Regions from separate parts of the Gossypium hirsutum genome. Here region 1 is linked to region 2. The links are chromatin contacts, called in public Hi-C maps. All regions are on one chromosome and are shown on one strand. Each heading gives the region's core, a stretch centred on a gene start, on an enhancer-like site or on the middle of the called end of the contact. The rest is flanking DNA. Distances are from core to core; before and after follow the strand shown. Region 1 holds the start of LOC107895765. Region 2 has its middle 8.4 kb from the start of LOC107897547.

The links. A called contact is a pair of places that touch in the nucleus more often than the background predicts.
Region 1: a contact with region 2 is called in a Hi-C map of leaf, with 4 times the contacts expected there. The contact joins the promoter of LOC107895765 here to the enhancer-like site in region 2. A contact is called at or near these places in 13 of 34 Hi-C or Micro-C datasets (anther, callus, cotyledon and 3 more).

Annotation. Positions count from the first base shown.
Region 1 is chrA10:22,314,813-22,318,116 of Gossypium_hirsutum_v2.1, forward strand. LOC107895765 reads left to right here and starts at 1,381. Exons shown (of 3, transcript XM_041078986.1): 1 at 1,381-1,755; 2 at 3,279-3,304. The coding sequence starts at 1,381.
Region 2 is chrA10:22,220,473-22,223,811 of Gossypium_hirsutum_v2.1, forward strand. No RefSeq gene overlaps it. Among protein-coding and RNA genes, the nearest start is that of LOC107897547, 8.4 kb to the left of the region's middle. Within about 2 kb of position 1,854, at least 2 of the 9 cell types and tissues checked have an H3K27ac peak or open chromatin away from gene starts, as enhancers often do. A contact at or near this core is called in cotyledon and leaf, where this site is marked.

The DNA of each region.
Region 1 (3,304 bases), core at 131-2,630, 94 kb after region 2:
AAAGAAAATTTTTACTAAAAACCAATAAATTATTTTTACTAAAAACCTAATAATTTATTAAAATAATATTTATACAGCTGAGGTAAATTTTTAATAAATCACAGATTTTGTTGCATTTATCAATTAAATTTTATAGCATTTTAACAATACTAATATTTAGATAATAAAAACAAACTAATATAAATATTTAATTTTTAAAATTATAATTTTTTATTATGATAAATATATAAATTTAAAAATTATTATTTAAAATAAAGGTGAATTAATATAAATTCATTTGAATTCGTTTAATTCAATGACATTAATAACGTATTGAATATTTAATATTTAAAATTCTATTCATTTAGGCAACTTTATATCCACATGTGCAGCTTTAATTTAATATATCAAATAATATCACAGGTCTAGAATTAATATCACGCTATTAGCATTAATGGCAATTTGTGTATAAAAGAATTGGCGAGAAAGCGAAAAATCGAATAGGAAAGTTTACAACACAATTTCTTGAGCTATAGTGTGAACATCCCTATCCTCCTTCATCACAATTAGTAGCTACTCCAGTGGATATCGAATTGAAGCACTTAGAACTCAGCACAATGACTGGAGGGCAACTCAAAATGGATAAAGCTTTCTTCCACTTGAAGGACTGCTCTTGCCTACTCTGGCTCTAGACCTTTACCTAGGCCTTTAGATAGTTAGCTCTTTAAGCGGGAAAAAACCCTTAGATCGTTGCGTTCCTTATTAACGCGATTATGGGTACGTAGTCCCTATGTACGGGATATGTACTAATATTATCGATTAAAATAATTAAGTTTAATTATAATATTAGGTTTTAGAGTTTAGAATTTAGATATAATTATTTTTTGTGTTTTTCCTACATTAAATTAAAATTATTGATGTAATGAATAAAATAAAAATTTTAAAATAAAATTGATGTAAAAAAATAATAATATTAAAAAATATATTTAAAATAAAAAGAATTAGAGCATGATTGGTTGAAGGTAATAGCTAAACCATTACATGCCTATTACTAACCTATTCTTCAGGCCAACTTAAACTGGCATTTGGTTCAACGTAATACCTTATTACGGGTGGATTCCATTCCGGACTTAAACAGAGATTTTTGGGGATTTCTATTCCGTGCCTTCTTCACCGTTTACCTATTCGTTGCTTGAAGAAACCTATTCTACCCTTACCAAAATTTCACGTCAAAAACACTCTCAATCAGCAGCCATTTCACATACCCTTCGACTCCGGCATTCCTCCCCTTCATCCAAGGTCAGGTAAACATTTTTGCTTCTTCTTCCTTCACATCATCTTCTTTCATTGTTTCATCATCTATCTCCTTTCTGCAGTTTCAACTACAGGGCAGCAAATTGACTTGGCACGAGCGCTTCTTGGTACTTTTCTTTTCCAATTTCTCTTCCGCAAAGTTTTGTTTGCTTATTAATTTCTGGGCTCCAAAGAAAGGTACCAAGAAGCGCAGATTGGGTCATTCAATCAGTCATAGAGGACAAAGAATTGGCTTCAAAGAAGAACAGTCATTCCCATGAACCTAAGAAGCTTTTGTTCCCAAATGGCTCCAAAACTTTGAAGGCTTCTTCTTCAGAGGTTGGAGGTGGTCACGGTGATGATGGTGATGGCCATGATGATGTCGAGAAGTTGAGTAGTAGAGCAATCAATGCCTCTATCGTTCTTGGATTTGACACGTTTGTTGTATCCAAGTTACTTATAATTGATCATGATTATTGGCATGTAAGTTATCTCCTAGGTTTTTCAATTTTTTTTTTTGCATTTTAATTCTATTTCCTGTTTTACTTAGAGTTGAATAATGATTCGTTTCAAAAGAGCTTTTTTTTGGTATGCTCTTGTTTTGAGAAGGGTATTTTTGCTTGGTAGTAGTTTTCCTTGGTTTCACTTCTCTCTGTGCTAGAGTTGGTTAATCTCTTTCGTTCGTCATTTTATGATTTTAATCTTGAAAACTGTTGAGGTGTTTATAACTTTCTAAACTAACCATGAAATCTGAAACATTGCTTGTAAAAGAAAAAGGGGGTCTTTATTTATGATTTGTGCTTTCTTGGAAATTTGAGGTTTATGCAGATTAGCTTTCAAAAACCAAGTGAAAGCTGGAGTCCTCAAAATAAAATGAAGTGAAATCTAAATGCTACAATATTGTTTTTTTTTCCTATCTCAGTATTTATTTGATTCTTATGAATGATTAACAGGGATGGACACTTTATGAGGTACTCCAATATGTTCCAGAACATAATTGGATTGCATACGAACAAGCTCTTAAAGCCAAACCAGTGATAGCCAAAATGGCAATAAGGGGGATAGTCTATTCAATAGGAAATTAGATTGCACAAGTAGTTTCTCTCTATTAATCCTTTAAACGTAAACATATATTGCATTCAGCTCATATTGTATAGCCTGTATGTAGTGTTATGAAGGAAAGCCTTCAGATCGGGCCTTGTTGGATTTACTCTTCATGGATCCCTTTCTCATTATTATTACCAGTTTTGAGAGGTAATACTTGTGGTTCATAGTTTATATGTTTTGCTGCTTTGAGTCATTTTTTTTCCATGGAGCACTGAAACACTTTGAGTTCCAGTTTCCTTTCGATGACTGGTGGGTGGTTCCAGCAAAAGTTATCTTTGATCAAACAGTTTGGGCTGCAATCTAGAACAGTATATATTATGTAGTTTTGGGGTTCTTGCGTTTTGAATCCTCGGCTAATATCTATAAAGAACTGAAGGCAACATTTTGGCCTATGCTGACTGTAAGAAGCTTTTCTTCTGTTTCTTTTGATGCATATTTTGGGTGTCAATGGTTGTGGTATGAATTGCAAACGATGTAGTCTACTCTACCCATGATTTTTGATATACTGGAATTCTATTTCATGCTTTATTTGTTAGAGCAGGATTTATCATATATGCTCATTTTTCTTTTACATTAATCACTATCAATGTAAAATGTCTACCTCTTCTCCATGATGTATTGGAGGATTCAACCTTTCTTAATAGGTGTACCTTAAAATCGACTTAGAAAAAATATTGTGCGGAGAAAGTGAAATCTGTATATTTTAATTTAGTACTATAGATCATTGGGGTATTGAAATGATCAAATGACTTTTATGTACTGTTCTTCTTACTTGATGGTTAACTTAACCACTTGATGTCAAATAATGCTCAAGAGCCTATTATTTGCCTATGCATTAGGGAATAAGAGACATTTATTTTTAGTATATAATTAGTAAAAAACCTGTCATCTTTCTTTAGGTCTTGAAGGAGGCCTCTAAGCTTTA
Region 2 (3,339 bases), core at 604-3,103:
TGGAAATATACAGAAACAATTTCTTCTTCTCTTAATTCTTTCTTCTACCTCTCTCTCTCTTGCTTTCATCTTTCTTCTTCCTGGAATTTTTCCTTCAAACCTTCATTTCTCACCAAACGTATCAAAGCCAGATGATTCTCATGGCCAATGACGGAGTCATGACATGACTGCAAAAGGAATTGGGGCTTCTGTAACACGAGCTTTCCCAGATTGACAACAAGCTCGATACTAAACTGGAAATGAAGTTGGACTCTCGTTTCAAGGTTCATGAGGATTTTAAGGGGGAAATACGATGGGAAATTAGAGCTGAGATGCATTCATTTTTTGAGCAGTATTTTGGACTACCTTCAACCACTGTTCATGGAGGGGTTTCAGATAGGGGTAAGGGACTTTTGGGAACACTGTCACCAGGATTTCCACCCAAGGATAACCTAGTTATGTCACCAGTTATAGATCTCGGACACACGGGTACTTACTTTCTAGCAAGCTTAGGGGATCTTTTAGGAAAAGGGTTCCAGCTTACTTGGCCTCGATTTGATGGAACAGACTTTCGGGTATGGTCCAAGCTTAAGCAGTTTTTCAAAGCTAAAAACGTGGAAGATTCAACTAAGGTTCGAATCGTGATGTTGTATTTAGAGGGAAAGGCCCTGGAGTGGCACCATTTCTTTTTTGAACAACATGGTGGCTTTCAACAATTGACTTGGGAGGCTTATGCGCGAGCCTTGCAGGAGAGATTCGTATCTCGTAGGCACTTAGACCCTATGACTGAGTTGGTGGCTCTTAAACTGGTACGGTCAACCAATATTATGACCAGTTTGTGAGCCTTTTGAATCAACTACGTTTTCCTGAGATTTATGGCTCGAGTATTTTTGTGCATAATCTCAAACCCTATATTGGTCAGTATTTACGATTATTCAAGCTAACCCCCTTGATAGAGGCCTTCACTAGTGCTATTGAAGTGGAGGATATAGTCGGTCCTGTTACTAAGAAAAATACTCGTATAGGAGGGAACTTTAGCTCCCCCAAGCCTTTATTGCCTCTAGTTAAAGGATACAACTCTCACACTATACCAGGAGTTCATTCTTCCAACAATTCTCATACAAAAACTCTAGTTAAAGCTCTTTCATAGATTGAGATGGAAGACAGAAGAACTATGTTTTTGGTATCCCTCCAAATACACACTAGGGCATAAATGTACCAAGTCTTAAATTTATCAATTGGTGATTGAAGCCTCGGTTGAGCTGGATAATAAACTTAAGAGCCTTACTTCTGATAAGTTTCAAGATTGCCCTGAGAAGTTAGAAGTGACTGAAGTTGAAGTTGAGTTAGTAACTTCTGTTCTGTCTTTGCATGCCCTTAGTGGTTCTCAGGGTCACAACACAATGCGACTAGCAGCTCGAATTGGTTAATGTGAGGCCATTATTTTGGTAGATTCAGGCAGTACTCACAATTTTGTGGACTGCAAGCTAGTGAAGCAACTACATCTACCTGTGGATTCTTCTTGTAAGCTTATAGTGATGGTTGCTAATTGTGTGCAATTAGCTACTTAGGGGGTCAGTCGTTTGGTGAAATGGGATGCGCAAGGGTGTTAAATATCCACTGATTTTATGGTGCTTCCAGTAAAAGGTTGTGATTTAGTTCTTGGTGTCCAATGGCTCTTTTCACTAGGGTCAATTATCTGGAATTTCTCTTCTCTTACAATGCAATTCGAGTATTTAGGGACGTCCTGTACTCTCCAAGGTATTCTTCCTGAGAGTCTACATGTTTCTTCTGGTGCTCAAATTTCTAAATACTTCAGTGTGATGGGACAGGGCCCCACTCTCATGTTGTTGACTAGTTCTATCCAAACCACTCTGACCTTACCATCACAGACTGTGCACAAAGATGTTGAATTGCTCTTAAATGAATTTGAGGATCCTAAAGGCCTTCCTTCTGTCAGATTACAGGACCACAAGATACCCGTTCAAGATGAGACTTAAGTGGTCAAGGTCCATCCATATAGGTACCCTGCTGTTTAAAAGAATGAAATTGAAAAGCTTATCAAGGAAATTATTGATACTGGGATTATAAGGGAAAATAACAGTCCCTTTGCATCACCAATTGTTATGGTGAAAAAGAAAGATGGCAGCAGGTGATTATGTGTGGATTATAGGCAGCTTAACCAGCTAACTATCAAGGACAAATTCTCTATTCTTGTGATCAAGGAACTGTTGGATGAGTTGGGATAAGCGACCTATTTCTCCAAACTGGATTTCAGGTCCCGGTACCACCAGATTCGAATGTGGGAGGGCGACATACATAAAACAACCTTTAGGATTCATGAGGGACACTGTGAATTCCTGGTCATACCATTTGGCGTGACCAATGCACCCTCTAGTTTTCAATCATTAAAGAACAGTGTCTTCAAACAACTGCTACGGAAGACAATGTTATTTTTTTGATACATCCTAGTGTATTCTGCTAGCTGGTAAAAACATTTGACTCATCTATGTGAGGTCTTAAATATTCTAAGATATCACCAATTGTATGCCAACAAGGGAAAATGTAGTTTTGGCACTACAGAAGTGGAATATCTGGGGCATATTATATCTCAATGATCTGTTTCAATGGACCCCTCGAAAGTTGATGGGGATTTTCATTGGCTTACCCCTGTTTTGATAAAGAGTTGCAAGGTTTTCTAAAGCTCTCGGTTTTTTACAGAAGGTTCATTCGACACTATGGAACAATTGTCAAGACCTTAACAGCATTGTTAAAAAAAGAGACACCTTGGAGTTCGTTTAACAAAGAACAGACAGCCTTTAATCAACTCAAGGCAGCAATGACTCAAGCACTTGTGTTGGTTCTTCCTAATTTCAGATATTAGTTTTGTGTAGAGACTGATGCTTGTAGTCACGGTATAGGGGCAGTCTTGTAACAAAAAAAGAGAACTGTTGCTTTCTTCAGCAAAGGGTTGGGAGTCAAACATCAGTCCTTGTCCATGTATGACAAGGAAATGCTCATAGTATTACTGGTTGTTAAAAAACGACATCCATATTTAGTAAGCAGACATTTCAGCATCAAAGCTGACCACTAGAGCCTGCGGTTCCTTTCTAACAGACAAGCTTTTACACCTTATCAACAGAAATGCGTTGGAAAGATGCTTGGGTATGATTATTCTATCATTTATAGAAAAGGAAGCCAAAATATAGTAGCTGATGCATTGTCTCAAGTGGATTATGTATAAGAAGGGCAACTGTTCCAATGCAAGGGAAATATTTCCTGGTCTGAGGTATGTGAACAAATATTGAATTCTTGTGGCACTAATCCTATTTTGCAGCAGATTTGCTTAGATTTACAAAA